Linked DNA regions of Mus musculus: regions 1 and 2 are each linked to region 3. Evidence: chromatin contacts called from public promoter capture Hi-C data. All regions are on one chromosome and are shown on one strand. Each heading gives the region's core, a stretch centred on a gene start, on an enhancer-like site or on the middle of the called end of the contact. The rest is flanking DNA. Distances are from core to core; before and after follow the strand shown. Region 1 overlaps Gm46150 (a long non-coding RNA gene). Region 2 has its middle 4.8 kb from the start of Gm5627. Region 3 overlaps Ryk (receptor-like tyrosine kinase).

Region 1 (2,700 bases), core at 122-2,621, 200 kb before region 3:
CACACACACACACAATTTATGCCCTTTAACCCACTCACATTACTGTCTCCAGGACCTCCCTCCAGATGTCACCTGAAAACCCTGTCCATTAGAAATCACAGAGCAATTTATTTTCTTGGCTACTGTTTCAACTGGCTAAAAGAGGGCAGGTTTAGGGAGCCAAGGTTGCACTGTGTGACCTGGTCTGTCTTCAAGATGTCCCTGTAGATTGCCCCTGTCAGATTCAGGCAGAGTATGATGAAGAAGTGTGTCTATATGTCTGTGTCCTGTAGGCTCCCCAACTGCCATCCCGATCATAAAAACCAGGGCCCATGATGGTCATACCCTGCACGAAGTGGCTAAAGCTTAGTCTTCATGTCACCATAGGTGTTAGGGTCAGAGTCCGGATCCTTACAGCCCTAACATGTTAGGCTCAGCTACCAGTCCTCAACAGGTCAATTAAACAAAGACCAGTGAAAAGCAGAGAGAGGAGATTTATTCATTATGACCATATTGGAAAGAGGAACAATGAAATCTAGTGACTGTCCATCCACTAAATTGCACCACCACCATCACCACCGCCACCACCACCATCACCACCACCATCATCACCACCACTACCACTACCACCACCACCACCACCATACCCCTCCTTGACAGGCCATCTTCCCAGGGACCCCATAGGATGCATAACTAAGCAGTCTTAGTCAAGGTAGAGTCCAGCCTTTCACTATCTCCTTGCAAAGGGTCTGAGCTATGTGACATCTTTTTCAGGAGACAAGTCCTCCCGACCTCCTTCAGCTGGCACTAGCTGTTTCCTTCCCCCAACATGCAAGTTCTGGGGAATTCTATTATTGGGGGTCTGTTAGCTGAGTGAAATATCTTCATTTATGTCAGGACTGTTACATTATGGGCCAGGCCATGTTCTAAGTATCTGATGTGGGGGGGTGGGGGGGAGTTCCCATGGTTTTACAGATAGCAGACCTGAAAGACAGAAAAACTAAGTTGTTTCCCCACACAGCAAGCATCTGAGGAAGCTGGCTTGGGAGGCCCTCGCGCACCCATTGCAGTATTCCTATCCTGGCTCTTGCTCGCTCCAGGCGTGGTCTCCCATATTCTTGATCTGAGCAGGATCAGTGTCTATGAAAGCAGAGCATGGGGTTCTGTGTTGTTTTAATCCCAGCAGCCTTCCTGCTACCCAAATAAGACTCCTGGGAAGGTAGTGGGGAGCCCTGATGGTGCTACAGCTCTTGGCCCCTTGCTCCCTGATGCCGAGCTCCACTTACCTCTGAGAAAGGGCAATAGGCTCCATTCAGCTCCTAAGATCAGACTCCCTAGCAACAAAGGCCAACTGATCAACCCTGCTGGCAGATGGGGCCTCTTCATTGAGAAATGAAGAAGGCCATCTCTCTAGGGCAGTTTAAACATGTCTTTCACTGTGCTAATCATTTTACAAACACTGTCTAATCCCTCAAACAACTAAGGGCAGCTCGCTGCAATCGTACTGTTGTGACAGATGTGCAAACGAGTTTCAGAGTCGTTAATCAATTTGTCGTAGACCACACAGTTAGTGACGGATCCAGAGTGAAAGTTCAAGTTTATCTTTCTACAAAGCCCTAAGTATCTGTTTGACAATTTGACTATGTCCTTGGGGGGTTGTGTTCCCCTGCCTACTGTGAGACATCACTAGGGAGAAACTTCTGCTTCTGGGCTGATGGCTTAGCAGGTTCAGGGCCTGTTCTGAAACAGTCCATTGAAAGGGCAAACATCTCTCTCCACCCATATAACCTACTGACACTCCTACCTATGACTTAGTACAGGTACTCAGTACCTTAGGACCTATTTACACTAGGAACAGAGGCACATCTCCATTGTTATGGTAGGATGGAATAAGGCAACCCTTGGCCATCAGTCCTAATCAGAACGCTCTGGTCCTCAGCCTCCCAACTCATGATCTGGCCGATAGTTGGGACATTGGAACCCAAATGCTCCACAAACTAAGCCTCACCACTTGACAGGACATTACCAGAGTTCTTAGGGTCACACCCTGGGCCCAAAAGCCCTAACAAGCTAGGCTCGGCCACCTGCCCCCAACATGCCAATGAACGAAACATGTAATCATGAAAAAGAGAGAAAAGAGATTTCTTTTATGTGGCCACAGTAGAAAAAGAGACAAAAAGGAGGCTACAGGACCCGCCAATCTGCAGTTGGAGGTCCTAACACAAGCTTTGGGTTTAAATAGACAATAAGGGGTCACACCCATCACTGACCCATCATTGTCCTGGCTCTGGTCTGTCCAGAAAGGTGGTCTGAGAACTTATCAGAACTGAGTAAAGCTTCTTCCTGTGAGACAGGTTCTTCCCCCCCTCCCCCTCCCCCTCCCCCTCCCCTTCCCCTTCTCCTTCCCACAACATGGGGCTCCTGGAGACAAGTTCCCTCTTTGAGGGCCTTGCTTCAACAGTCTGATAGCAGAAAGGAGGGACACCAGCGTCTGTCGTTAGAATCTCTACTCCTGCCAGGAAGGTCACACCAGGACCTGGGGCTGCAACCTCCTTCCCTAAGATCTAGTCTCAAAGCAAAGCCCTGGCACCCCAGTGCACCCCCTGTCCTTGCTTCCTTCTGCTCCCCTCTGTTGGAACTCTTCCCAACCCTCAATTAATTCATAGATTGTAGCAAATTGCAAGAATGGGTGTGGTGGCCCATATCTTTGATCCCAGCTCT
Region 2 (2,700 bases), core at 121-2,620, 130 kb before region 3:
GCCACCACCCCCAGCTACCAGACTGGTCATCTGCAAGGATGAAGAAAAAGAGTGTGAAGATTTTGAGGGGTCACCCAGGTCTACTCCCTCCAAGGTCACGTGACACGTCCAACTAGAGATTGTGTAAAGTGTTATTAAGAACAGTTTAAACGACATGGCTGCCCCTGCCACCACACTCAGCCTATGGTGACACAGAGATCATCTGAGGGTAACCAGTTTTGATCTTGGCTGCTGTACAGTAGGCATAAGTCTGACACATTACCCCCTCTACCCTCTCATTCAGTGCACACAGCCCTGTTAAAGGATGCACGTACCATGTGGACCCTCCCACTGGGTCCATGCACAGTAGGTCAGAGAGTGTGATAAAGTCTTGGGCACCTGTCTTTAGCCTTCTGTTGTAATACCATCACCACCCTTCCCAAAGTTCACAAAGTATATTTCTCCAACTCAAAAAGAAAAAGGAAAAACTACCCATTAATCTTGGCACTGAATCCAGTCAGAACGCAAGTGGGCGGGCGTAAGGATGACCAGGAGACAGCAGACCACCAGATGGGCCATGAAGCCCATGACAGCAAAGTTAACCTGTGACCAACCATGGGTGAAGTCACATAGGGACTCAGCAGCCACGTTGAGGAATGTCCAAGCTGGAGTTCCAAAGAGGGTGTCTTTTGGCCAACCTCCCTTGTCATAGGAATGGAATTCAACAGGTGGGTAGAATTCAGAACACACAAAGACTTCACCAGCAATCCTGCAAGTGACTATGGACTTTGCTGTCTGCCTTCTGTGTGACTTAGTCTATAGACAGTCACCTTTATATTTCCTGTAGACCAAAAGAAGGAAGAAATGAATCCCGATGTGCCCAGAAAACCTCCACGTACGTGTGTGTACATCTGCACATGTGTCCCCCAGAGGAAATGTAGGGGCAGCAATATTTTCTGCTTTCTACTCCTCCATGACCCCATGGGCTCCCTTGTGAGTTTTCTCGGGGAAGAAACTAAACAGGTTATTCAGCGCTCTGCAATCCTCCCTTACTGAGCCAGGAAACAGAAACTGCAGCTGGTGGAGTTGGAGAGGCCCTGAGAAGAAAGGTATTTGCCTCAGGTGTCTGGACACCTGCAAAGGGGTGGGGCCTGGGCTAGAACCTGGGTGCTCTGCTAGGCCCTTTGGAAACCAAGTTGGTCAGAGGGGACAACCTAATCTGAGCCCCAACCTTCCTGTCTTGTCCCCCTGTCTAGGATGACTAAATAGGGGGAGCTGTGGGGCTCTGGGGCTGGGGGTGGGGGTGATGAAGCAAACCGATCCAGGCACTGCATATGAGCTACTAGCCTGGCTTCTCTCCTCTCTCTCACCTTCTGGTTAATTATTAACTCTCTCTTGGCATGAGCATGTGCCAGGCTCAAAGAGCTTGCTAACAATGTGCCAGAAGAGTGACTGTAAACAGATAGAAACCCACAGAAAACCAAAGTCTCTCCATGGGTCCCCAGGAACCCCAGCTGGACAGGAAACTTGTTTTCAGGGCTTCCACCTTGTCCCTTAGCCCAAGTGAAGATCTAACGGACACCCAGTGTCTTCTGAGACCTTGCTGGGTGAGCAAGTCTGCTGGAGGAAGTCCAGAGACCTCACAGCAGCAATGCCTTTTTGGACCGACTATATCTGGGTCTAACCCCATGCAGAGTACCACAGCAACTAAGTGTTCAGTATCCATTGGAAATGGGAAGACTTCATGCACCATGAAATCCCCCTTTGGACGTGCATACTTCCTTCACATCTTATATCACAGAATTTACCTTAAGCCAGAGTGGTCAAGCATGGGTCAGCTGATCTGCTTTCCACATGGCCTGTTAGTCCCCAGGATGACTTCTTGAACTTTCTGTAGCTGACAGGATTCCTCCCTACATCCTAGAGCCAGCAAATCTGGAGCCCACTTCCACCAGGCTGCAAAGGTCACTGTCTGCTCTAAGTTGGAGCCCTCTACCGCTAGAGCCTCCCATCATGAATCCTAAGCCTGCTATGGGGCATAAGTTCTTCCCAAAGTATTGGGTCTACAGAGAGTCGCCTTTAAAAAAAAAAAAACTGAATCTTATTTAATTGAATTTCTAAGAAAAATGATGCCAAAGGTTGAATCTGATTTTTGTTAAGGGACATGTTCATTATTGACTTCACATTAACTCTACTTAGGGGCACCGGGCATCGTGCCTGCCCAAAGAGATGATGTTTTAGGAAACGTCCGTGGCTGGGGCTTACCTCTGTGTCTTCTAGGTGGGGCTTGGAACTGGAGATGGAGTAAGTGGAGGTCTATGGCACTATCAATGTAGAAGCCTGGACAGATTGGCCAACCTAGCAAGACCTGAATCTACTTCTGACCTATGTCTTGGAACTCCTTTGTGCCACAAAGCAAACCTCTAGTCTCCAGCAGCAGGATGGAGCCCATGTGACATTGTTGAGGGGACGTGATTCTCCTCTACTCCAGCAGTCTACCAGTTTTGAATTTAGAGCAAGGCCAGTGTCATAATCTGTCCTCAGATAGGTGTCTTTTGCAAGCCCAAATGCTCCAACCTAAGGACACATTCCAGGTATATTAGGCAACCTTGTGATCATTTCCCTGTCTGGACTGACCCTTCCTGAGTCTTTCTGGCCCATGACAATGACATTTCTAGCTGAGGGAGGGAGGCCCCTGTCCAGACCCTCCTCTGTAACTTC
Region 3 (2,835 bases), core at 263-2,762:
CACACTGGCCTCAAACTCACAGAGATCCACCTACTGCTCACGGCTGACTGCTAGAATTAAAGGACTGCTCTTGGAATCTTTTTGGGAGTGGATTTTTATTCCACCCATGAATAGCTCTCATACTGCTTAGTTAATGAACTTACTAATGAAGTCTTTTTCTGTTGTCAGGGGTATAATGTTTTATCTCTCTTCATTTTGCAGGTTGAATATAAGCTGGGATTCCAAGTAGACAACTTTGTGGCTATGGGCATGCCCCAGGTCAATATTTCTGCTCAAGGGGAGGTCCCACGCACTTTATCAGGTGAGCCAGGAAAGACGGACTTAGCATACTGCTTTCAGCTGCCTCCATCCTATCCCTACAAGGATAGTTCACTGAGTACCGGGCCCTCCCACATCAATCATTAATCAAGAGAGTGCCCCACAGACAAACTCAAAGGTCCCAGGGGGTTGGGAGGCAGGGGTTGGGGAAGTAGACGTGTAATTATTATTGTCATCTTTATTGTCTATTTATTTTTAAAGAATGTTGTAGGGCTTTTCCTGGCAGTTTTATTCACAATTATTATTGGCACAAGTTCAGCTAGGCTTTAAGCAGAGCTGGGAGGCAAGTTAATTTTTGGGGGTCAGCAAGAGTTTCAGAAATATCAAAGTCTCTGATCCACTACTCATAGATGGTGAAATATCTTTGAAATTTGTAAGAAAGGAATCATAAATTAAAAAGGCAAAATGTTCTAAAATCTACGACTTTGTCATTAACATTCCTAGATATACCTTTAGAAGCTAATCCTATTTAGAAGGGCAGTGTTGTTTTTAATTCATAGCCAAGAACATGTTAGCTTTGTTTATAGGTTTATTATAATTTCCCCCAGTAACAATGTCTTTATTTCCTAGAGGTACTGCTTTTGAATGGTACAATTTTTATTTTATTTTATTTTTTAAAGATTTATTTATTTACTTATTGATTCATTTATTTTATGTATATGAGTACACTGTTACTATCTTCAGCCACACCAGAAGAGGGCATCGGATCCCATTACAGATGGTTGTGAGCCACCATGTGGTTGTTGGGAATTGAACTCAGGACCTCCGGAAGGACAGTCAGTGCTCTTAACCACTGAGCCATCTCTCCAGCCCTGATACGGTTTTTAAATGTGGTTACTAAATACACATATGACATAAACATTCTCCACAGGGAGTACTTCTAAACATGTCATGCACCTGTCTGCTCATACTATGGATATAGTTGTTATTGGTGGTGTGCTGACGTGTATTTTTGGCCATCTGTTATGGTGTGGCTTCAAGCCCAACAGGAACTCTCTGGCACCCAGTTCAGTGCAGCTTTGGTTTCCCTACATTTTCTTAGCCAGACAGCAGGAAAGGCTTTCCCTCCTTGGGATTCGATGATGGCATGCTTTATTCCGGGTAGCTCATGTCTGCCCTGCAGGCCGCAGTCCACACGGTGTGGTCAGCACTGCCTTCTTGACATTCATACCCTTCACGTTGCTAGGAGCGATACACAGGTGCATTTGGTGCTGCAGAGTCTTTCCTTCCGTGGTGTAGTTTTGTTACCGTTGCTGGGGAGACTGGTAAGCTCAGCAGTTTGCCTCGTGATTCCTGAGATTCAGTGCATTGGAAAGCAGAACATAGACAACAAACTGATATTAAAAACAAAGTCACAAGGAAGGCTCGGAAGTAACTATCCCTTCATCTGTGTCCTGTGCTCTGCTTCAGTCCTCTGGATCTGCAGTGAAGGAAATGCAGGTGTCCAGAGCGGTGGTGACAGGGTCTCCGGAAGCTCCTGTCTGATCCGCTTATTTAGATGCGCTTCTTTATTTTATTTGAGCAGAAATAGATGAAAATGTTGTATAGCATTGATCCTAATCTTTAGGACACTAAAGTGTTTTCTCTTGTTTCTTTTAACAGTGTTTCGGGTCGAGCTTTCTTGTACCGGCAAAGTCGACTCTGAAGTCATGATTCTAATGCAGCTCAATCTGACAGTGAATTCCTCAAAAAATTTTACAGTTTTAAATTTTAAACGAAGGAAAATGTGCTACAAAAGTAAGGAATTTATTTAACAGAATGTGTTTCATGTAGATAAGAGGTCAATAGAAGACTGCATTTTCTGTATAGAGATTTAAGCATGACCAAGTCTTGATTATAGTTATGAGAAAAGCGCATTAGTGGATGAAACTCTGGGTCAGCCTCTGGCTCTCATTCCATTGGAGTTCTGTGGGTGTTTCCAGAGCGAGCGACAGAGCTGAGCATTCGCTCGGTGGGCTTGGACTCTGCAGGACCTTTGTGTTGGGGGTCACATGGGCCTGGGTTGAACCATATCTCTGTGTTTTCAGGACAGGGGAGATATTGCACCTCTGCAGGGCTGAGATTCTTGTCTGTGAGATGTGCATGTTGCTGTTTCAGAGAGGTTTTAAAGGGTAACGAAACCTAGTCCAGAATTAGAAAGTCACATGTGGGCACTTAATAATTAGGGTTTGAATTATATCATCCATTACCCAGGAAATCACCATAGATAGTAGTGAGTTCTAGAACACCAAGGCTGAGTTTTGAAATGTTAAGATTTTGTTTTAAGAGTTAAATATTTTATGTATATGAGTACACTGTAGCTGTCCTCAGACACACCAGAAGAAGGCATCAGATCCCATTACAGATGGTTGTGAACCACCATATGCTTGCTAGGAACTGAACTCAGGACCTCTGGAAGAGCAGTCAGTGCTCTTAACCCCTGAGCCATTTCTCTAGCTCCAATTTTAAGATTCTTAAAGGTTATCTAATCTCCATGTAGCCTACAGATAAAATTTCCAGAATTTACAAATAGGTAGA

Evidence for each region. Capture Hi-C pulls out chosen DNA fragments and counts their contacts.
Region 1: a contact with region 3 is called in a promoter capture Hi-C map of pancreatic islet. The contact joins two enhancer-like sites. A contact is called at or near these places in 2 of 15 datasets of contacts at CTCF or cohesin (the NIH/3T3 cell line and large pre-B cells), 3 of 115 datasets of contacts at active chromatin or transcription factors (embryonic stem cells, intestinal crypt epithelium and kidney) and 4 of 9 other capture datasets (adipose tissue, embryonic stem cells, liver and 1 more).
Region 2: a promoter capture Hi-C map of pancreatic islet shows a contact between it and region 3. The contact joins two enhancer-like sites. A contact is called at or near these places in 7 of 39 promoter capture datasets (the C10 cell line, the HPC-7 cell line, HPC-7-derived erythroid cells and 5 more), 30 of 484 Hi-C or Micro-C datasets (the C2C12 cell line, the MC3T3-E1 cell line, MC3T3-E1-derived osteoblasts and 21 more), 10 of 115 datasets of contacts at active chromatin or transcription factors (astrocytes, craniofacial prominence, embryonic hindbrain and 6 more) and 3 of 9 other capture datasets (adipose tissue, liver and pancreatic islet).

Annotation. Positions count from the first base shown.
Region 1 is chr9:102,670,305-102,673,004 of GRCm38.p6, forward strand. All of the region lies in intron 2 of Gm46150 (a long non-coding RNA gene), which reads right to left. Among named protein-coding and RNA genes, the nearest start is that of Gm46150, 12 kb to the right of the region's middle. Within about 2 kb of position 1,372, at least 3 of the 459 cell types and tissues checked have an H3K27ac peak or open chromatin away from gene starts, as enhancers often do. A contact at or near this core is called in pancreatic islet, where this site is marked.
Region 2 is chr9:102,733,536-102,736,235 of GRCm38.p6, forward strand. No RefSeq gene overlaps it. Among named protein-coding and RNA genes, the nearest start is that of Gm5627, 4.8 kb to the right of the region's middle. Within about 2 kb of position 1,371, at least 44 of the 459 cell types and tissues checked have an H3K27ac peak or open chromatin away from gene starts, as enhancers often do. A contact at or near this core is called in pancreatic islet, where this site is marked.
Region 3 is chr9:102,867,354-102,870,188 of GRCm38.p6, forward strand. It overlaps Ryk (receptor-like tyrosine kinase), which reads left to right. Exons shown (of 15, transcript NM_013649.3): 3 at 202-301; 4 at 1,921-2,055. Among named protein-coding and RNA genes, the nearest start is that of Ryk, 34 kb to the left of the region's middle. Within about 2 kb of position 1,513, at least 11 of the 459 cell types and tissues checked have an H3K27ac peak or open chromatin away from gene starts, as enhancers often do. A contact at or near this core is called in pancreatic islet, where this site is marked.